Linked DNA regions of Mus musculus: region 1 is linked to region 2. A link is a contact called in public Hi-C data. All regions are on one chromosome and are shown on one strand. The core of a region is the stretch at or near the end of the contact, and the rest is flanking DNA. Distances in the headings are between cores, read along the strand shown. Region 1 overlaps 4932412D23Rik (RIKEN cDNA 4932412D23 gene). Region 2 has its middle 44 kb from the start of Gm29960.

Region 1 (3,168 bases), core at 155-2,654, 170 kb before region 2:
ATGCAGGTGTGTGTGTGTGTGTGTGTGTGTGTGTGTGTGTGTGTGTGTGTGGTTTGTTTTTTGTCTTAAGTCAGTTTTCTTACATTCAACATTACACCTGTGTGTAACATGACTAGGGTTTTTTTTTCCTGTACTTTTTAATTTTTATTTATTTATTTATTTATTTATTTATTTTATTTATTTATTTTGGTTTTTCAAGACAGGGTTTCTCTGTATAGCCCTGGCTGTCCTGGAGCTCACTTTGTAGACCAGGCTGGCCTCGAACTCAGAAATCCGCCTGCCTCTGCCTCCTGAGTGCTGGGATTAAAGGCGTGCGCCACCACGCCTGGCCTAATTTTTATTTTTAAAAGTATTTTTTTGTCTATAACATGTATTTTAGTGCTTGGTGCCTATAAGCAAACCGAGTATGCTTCCAAGTTTAAATGATTCTAAGATTAAGGAATGACAGCACTTATTTGAATTTCTTGACATTGGCTCACGCCTTTAATCCCAGCACTTGGGAGGCAGCGGCAGGCAGATTTCTGAGTTAATCTCATCTCATTAATCCCAGCCTGGTCTACAAAGTGAGTTCCAGGACAGCCAAGGCTACACAGAGAAACCCTGTCTCGAGAACCAAAACAAAAAACAAAAACAAAACAAAACATAAAACAAAACAAAACAAAATTTCTTGACTTGAAACCCAAGCTGAATTTATGAGTTCAGAGAGAACCAATTGTTCATAGCCATAAACTATAGTGACGCCAGCTAGAGATTGCTTATGTATTGTTGAATACCCACTATGCATGAATCTTTGAAGGTATTCTGATAGTTATGAAGGCAAGTAAAGGAGGAGGAGGAGGAGGAGGAGGAGGAGGAGGAGGGGTGGCAGTGGCTCATATTCTCAAGGAGTCTATCAGTCTTATCGGGGAAACAGAGCACTAAACTCAAATGATTATTCCAGGCAAAATTAAGAATCTACAAAACAGAAACAGCTGAGAAGATGCAGGCGCATCGATAAAGCATGACCCATCTCCCAGAAACCTATAAAAGTCCCATTGAGATAAACTTTGAGCTTCCTCTAACCTTCCAGCTTCTAAGATTTCATTAAAATTCTCTGTACAAAAGTAGGATCTTTATTCCCACTGGCTAGCCATTAGAGTTTATGGCTGTTCAGCGTATCCAGCACTTAGTCAAGAGGGGGCAGCATTCATCCTTTTTCTGAAACGAGTAGAACTCTGGCTGCCTGTCTTTCTAGGAAAAGAATACTTTAATCAGATAGAATTTCAGAGCATGCATATATTTTATGCCCCTGTTTTAATTGTTTGTTTATAGAGATGGTAACTGATGTGTACAGCTATGTTACTGAGACCAACAAATGAGTCCTGTTTAAGTAAGTGGAGCTGTGTCAGTGCCCAGAGATCCCCTTTCTCTGCCTTTGTCCCTTTCCTGGGCGTGGCAGCCTTGCTCAGACTCAGATTGCAAAAGGGCGGTGGCTGAAATGAACAAAAGAATTCAGACTTCTACTTTTCCCCAAAGAAAAGGCCAGCCAAGGGGAAGCCCCGGGAAAAAAAGGACTGTGTGTCTCCCATTGTTCTAACTATCTGATGCTTTCTTTCTTTTTCTTTCTTCTGAATGTTTGTTTACCTTAAACCTGTATTTGTAAGCATTGTTATTATAATAAAGGTAACTAAATAATCCCACTGGGGATTAGTGGCTGCCTTCTGTTTTAGGGGTGGTCTCCTTATCAACCAAGTAACCCTTAGAGCCCTTAGAGTTAAAGCAATGCATAGTGCCTGGTAGTTCTTTTCCAGCAGAAGCAGGGGCAGGGGCGTGGTAGTGAAAACTGAGAGAGGTTTAGCTGAAGCTATCAGACCACGTGTCTCTCTGACCTCCAACTGCCAGACCTCCAGATAACCAACTCCCTTTTGTTAGTGAGCCACTTTGATTTTAATGAGAGACATATAACCCCTCCCATGTTTTACGTGATTGACTTTGAGAAAATCAATGTTGATGGCCAAAAACGCCAAATTAACATCAGAGTAGATTTCCTTATACTGTATACAGCCTTAAATAGCCCTCTGAATGACATTTTGTTTTTTATTTAAGGAGTAGACCTTAGCCAAATGTCCTTGAATGATAAAAGAGAGTTGGCCCTCCCCATAATTAGCTTTTGTAAATATCAAGTCAAGGGTCAGAGCAAAGGTCATCTGATTTCTTTCTTTTGTGTAGAACAAGGGGCTTTAGTGACCATGACTGATTTTAGATCCAGCAAAGAATGAGGTCATTGCTTTTTACACAGACTGCATTGGATGAATCACAGAAACCATGGCAGTAACGTGAATACCAAATAATAACTGATAATTTGCGTACCAGTTACAAATACGCCTAATCTTAGATCTAGTAAAATGCTTTACTCTGTCAAGGAAATGAGGCTGCGGGATCAGCTCCTGAAAGGATTGCCAGTGACCTCATGCAGCTGTGATGTGAAGCTACAAAGCACTTGTCACATGCCACAGCTGAGGTCAGAAGTAGATCCTATCCAGGGACTTCACAGAGGGCGATAAAAAAAAAACCTCCGACTTTTAACTCTTTCAGCACTAGTCACGTAAACGCTACAATATATAAAATTTCAAGCTCATTTGAGAAATAAGACAAAAAATATTTTCATTTCTTTTGAAATTAAGCATCAGGGTTTGGAAACCACTTCTACTTAAACCAAACAGTGATTTCAAATGTGTTCATCAAGTGATGCTTTAGACTTTCCTTTTTAGAAAAAAAAAAAAAAAAAAGAAATAAAAAGGAAAAGACAGAACTGCTCCTCGATATGGGGGAGGAGGGATGTCATTGTAGATGAAAGGGGGAGCTTAGCCAGACTCAGAGACATCTGGGAGAATCCCGAGTGGACATGACCCTGAGCCATCGGAGTATGGGAGGGAGGAGAAGGGAGAGGAGAGAGAGGGAACCAGTTGCAGCAACCTATAGGGCAAAGATACAAAAAGTGTGGGTAACCAAAATGGCTGGATCATATAGGGGGGAGCAATCCAGCCCCCTGGGCTAGAGAGTTCAGGGTAGGGGGCAGAGATGCAAACGAGGAAGAACTTGTAGCAGGTAGGGGCTGAAGAACGCTGGGAGAACATGGATGCCACATTTGCTTTGATATGTTAAATAGGCACTTCAGCCATTTGTCCC
Region 2 (3,431 bases), core at 808-3,307:
TTACCCTCTTCCCATCTGCTGCCCATCATCCAATCTATATCTTAACTATGAGTGATTTATTAGTGGCGTCTGTGCATCTCTATCCCACTGGCAGCCCCCTCTTCAAGGCTCCTACTTGGATGCACTCCCTGAGTGTGTTAGAAGGCAAACTCAGCACGAAGATTAAAAGCAACAAAGGAATAGTAAGCTGCAGTTCCAGGGGTGGTTCATCTCAAACGATTAAAATTTATGTACATGTGTGTGTTAAGAAAGTCCTTTGCTGAGCTAGTCTTGAGAATGTTTGAAACTAGGATGTTTTTCATCATAACCTTGATTTCCTTAGCAGGCTGGAATTAGTTATGGGCTCCAGTGGCCCAACACAATGTTGTTCTTCTCAACTGAAGCTCCTGGATGTCCATTCATATGGACTGGACCATAGTCTGTTTCCAAAGACCATGAGCAGAGATCAAAGAGTAGGTAGCTATGGGGTAAAATGTGCCAGAGTTTACCTAAAGAAGGGACTCAGTCCTCAAAAGTGTGAGTCTTAGTCTCTGCACGTCAGAATATTTCCCATGGTTGCCATGGTTCCTTTATCTCAAGTCACCCTGGTCTACTCAGAAACAGTGGCCCTAAGATGACACTCCCAGAGAAGGAACCCATGATCTTGGCCAGGGAGAGGGTGCATAGCAGTGGCTGGCTGTCTTCTGTGAACTGGCCGTGCCTTTTGCTGAGATTTTTATCTGTAGAAACGTGCTGCACCTGGCCCAACCCAAAACTGTGTTAATGAGAGATGCATGGATATGGATGAACTCACAGGGCCCACCTTTACACTGTCTATGTGAGAGCTTCTATGAAGGAAGTGTCCACACTGGATGGCGGTTAAGTCATTGGCTAACTTTGAACTCTTTGCAAGTTTCTATTTCTCTGCCTTATGGCAAACTTATCTATTGTTTGTATCTCAGCTGTTTCTTTAACATGGGACTGCTGTTGCACGTTTATTATTTGCAATCTCCATTTCTCAATGTACTCGAGTTTTAATTCCATATTGATACTCTCATTCCCATAAGCAACATTTTTTTTCTCATGTCCTCAGAGTTCTGAGAACTCCTCTTGCTTTGAATTGGCCTTTATATCTGGGCTTGTTTGGCTGTTTCTAAACTTCCATCCATGAATATTCCTCTATTGTTACCTGAGACAGGGACTCTCTCCACTCCCTGCTGAGTCAGTGACACATTGTGCCATTCAAGAGCGGTTTCTTGAGCTGATGGATTTTAGGGAATAGAAAGCGAAAGCAGGCAATCAGACAATCCAGACAATAGGTTCTTTCTACCTGTAAAGCTCCATCACTTTCATTCCAAAATCACCTTATGTTGTCATCTTGTAAGTAACCTAGCTGTGTGCTGTGCGAGGCGATAGTTCTGAACCCCACGCATTCCATTTTTGAAGTGACTACAGGTTGAGATTTTGCACAGCAATTGGTATAAGTAGTTTGTCCTCATGAACTAAATGCCTGTTGTCAAGGATAGGAGCTGTCCGGCTACAGTCCTACTTGCCTTGCAGTTTCAGCACTGTATTCAGAAAGTGTTCAATCATTGCTTGGGAAACTTTGTAATGACAATATTACTTTTTTTTGTTTGTCTTTTTTTTTTTTTTTTTTTTTTTTTTTTTTTTGCTATGGTTTCTTTTCCTTGAGTCATTTTTTTTTTCAGAACTACATTATGAAACCATTTCTTCTGTCCAAGAGTTGCATTTCTCTATAGAGAAATCATCTTCCTCCATCTTTTGCTTAATTAGCAGACTTTCTTGGTACTTCTCTCCCTTCTCTCTGACAGTTTCCCACTATTGTCTGTTTGCAGCTGTTCACAGTTGAGAAACTGAGTAGACATGTTAATGTGTGCCCGGTGTGTGGGAAGAGCACCTTGTGTTTCTCCTGGACTGGCCAGGCAGCCTGTTCCGACTTAGTCTTTCTAAAATAAGCTTTTCTTGGCAGCCGGGGGGGGGGGCTGGGTTATTTGCAGTTTCATTCTGTGGAGGAAGTTCTTGCTTGCACTAGTGATCCGTGTTTCTATTTAGGCACACACAAACACTCGGAAGCTCCAAAATGCCTCTTGTCTACACTGTGCATCAAATGCCAGAGTCAACCTTGCTCGTGAACTTGTCCAAATGACTGGGAGCCAGCTTATGGCTTATGTTACAGGCTCTCTCTCTCTCTCTCTCTCTCTCTCTCTCTCTCTCTCTCTGTCTCTCTCTCTCTCTCTGTCTCTGTCTCTCTGTCTCTCTCATTCTCTCTGTCTCAATTTATTAAATTTTTCTTTATTTACATTTCAATGTTTCCTCATTTCCCCTCAGAAAACCCTCTATCCCTTCTCCCATCGCCCTACTCCCCAACCCATCCACTCTTGCTTCCCTGTCCTGGCATTCTCCTAGACTGGGGCACAGAGCCTTCACAGGACCAAGGGCCTCTCCTAACATTGATGTTTGACAAAGCATCTGCTACATATGCGGCTGGAGCCATGGGGCCCTCCATGTGTACTCTTTGGTTGGTGATTTAGTCCCAGTGAACTCTGGGGGGTACTGGTTGGTTCATATTGTTGTTCCTCCTATGGGGTTGCAAACCCCTTCATCAGTAAGCTCCACTACTGCTTTCTGGTCTGCTTCCATCTCTTTCTATGTGTTTCTCAGTTGTACTCTAACTATTAAGAGACACTGTGCCATGAAATAGATTGCAGTCTTTGCAATTGTCTTTAGAATTATGCCCAAGATGAAATATTTCCATTTGGGAATGTTGACCACTTTGACATTGTTTATTTATTCTCCCCAGAGGCTTTGAGACAATGATATTGACAGCCAAGAGAGGTTACAGAGGTGTCTGCATTTCTGCTTGTCTAGGATGACAGTCTGAGGCACCGATCTGAGATTCTCATTCTGAGGCATGTGTTTCACGGAGTAGGAGGAAATCAAGCTAGTTAATCCGCCTTCGATATGTTTTGCAGCTGTTAGGACTTCATGACCTTTCCACAAAGACACAGAGGATCTCACTGATCAGAGAGCAAGCTGGAGGGGACAGGCTGGAGGCCTGGAGAGATACCAGGCTTTGAACAAGATGCAAGGTGATTGCCAACTGTCTTGTTAATGTGGGCAGTGTCTCAGTGAGCACAACATCTTTTAGTTTCCCAGTCTAGCTTAGGAATTTCCATTTTTCCCCCAGGATATTCAAAAGTATAGGAACTTGGAAGATGAGTGCTTAATGGGAGAGGCAGGGCAAACTCTTTGTGTGTGATTTTTGAAACATAACTATTTTGTTCATTGAAGATGAGGAGAGCTTATAGAAGAAGCTGAAATTGTCCAGTTTCTTTTCACTTGGCAAGTGAAAACACAGAACAGTCCTTCCTGGAGAAGGAAGGAATGATGGAAGGACTACATTACACTGTTGTTTTTTTGTTTTTGTTTTT

Evidence for each region. Hi-C and Micro-C count contacts between places; a contact is called where the count stands out from the background.
Region 1: a contact with region 2 is called in a Hi-C map of the N1E-115 cell line, with 5 times the contacts expected there. The contact joins two enhancer-like sites. A contact is called at or near these places in 3 of 484 Hi-C or Micro-C datasets (the N1E-115 cell line, cerebral cortex and cortical neurons) and 3 of 115 datasets of contacts at active chromatin or transcription factors (embryonic stem cells, extraembryonic endoderm stem cells and trophoblast stem cells).

What each region holds. Positions count from the first base shown.
Region 1 is chr16:42,780,622-42,783,789 of GRCm38.p6, reverse strand. All of the region lies in intron 1 of 4932412D23Rik (RIKEN cDNA 4932412D23 gene), which reads left to right. Among named protein-coding and RNA genes, the nearest start is that of 4932412D23Rik, 93 kb to the left of the region's middle. Within about 2 kb of position 1,404, at least 134 of the 459 cell types and tissues checked have an H3K27ac peak or open chromatin away from gene starts, as enhancers often do. A contact at or near this core is called in the N1E-115 cell line, where this site is marked.
Region 2 is chr16:42,606,992-42,610,422 of GRCm38.p6, reverse strand. No RefSeq gene overlaps it. Among named protein-coding and RNA genes, the nearest start is that of Gm29960, 44 kb to the left of the region's middle. Within about 2 kb of position 2,057, at least 9 of the 459 cell types and tissues checked have an H3K27ac peak or open chromatin away from gene starts, as enhancers often do. A contact at or near this core is called in the N1E-115 cell line, where this site is marked.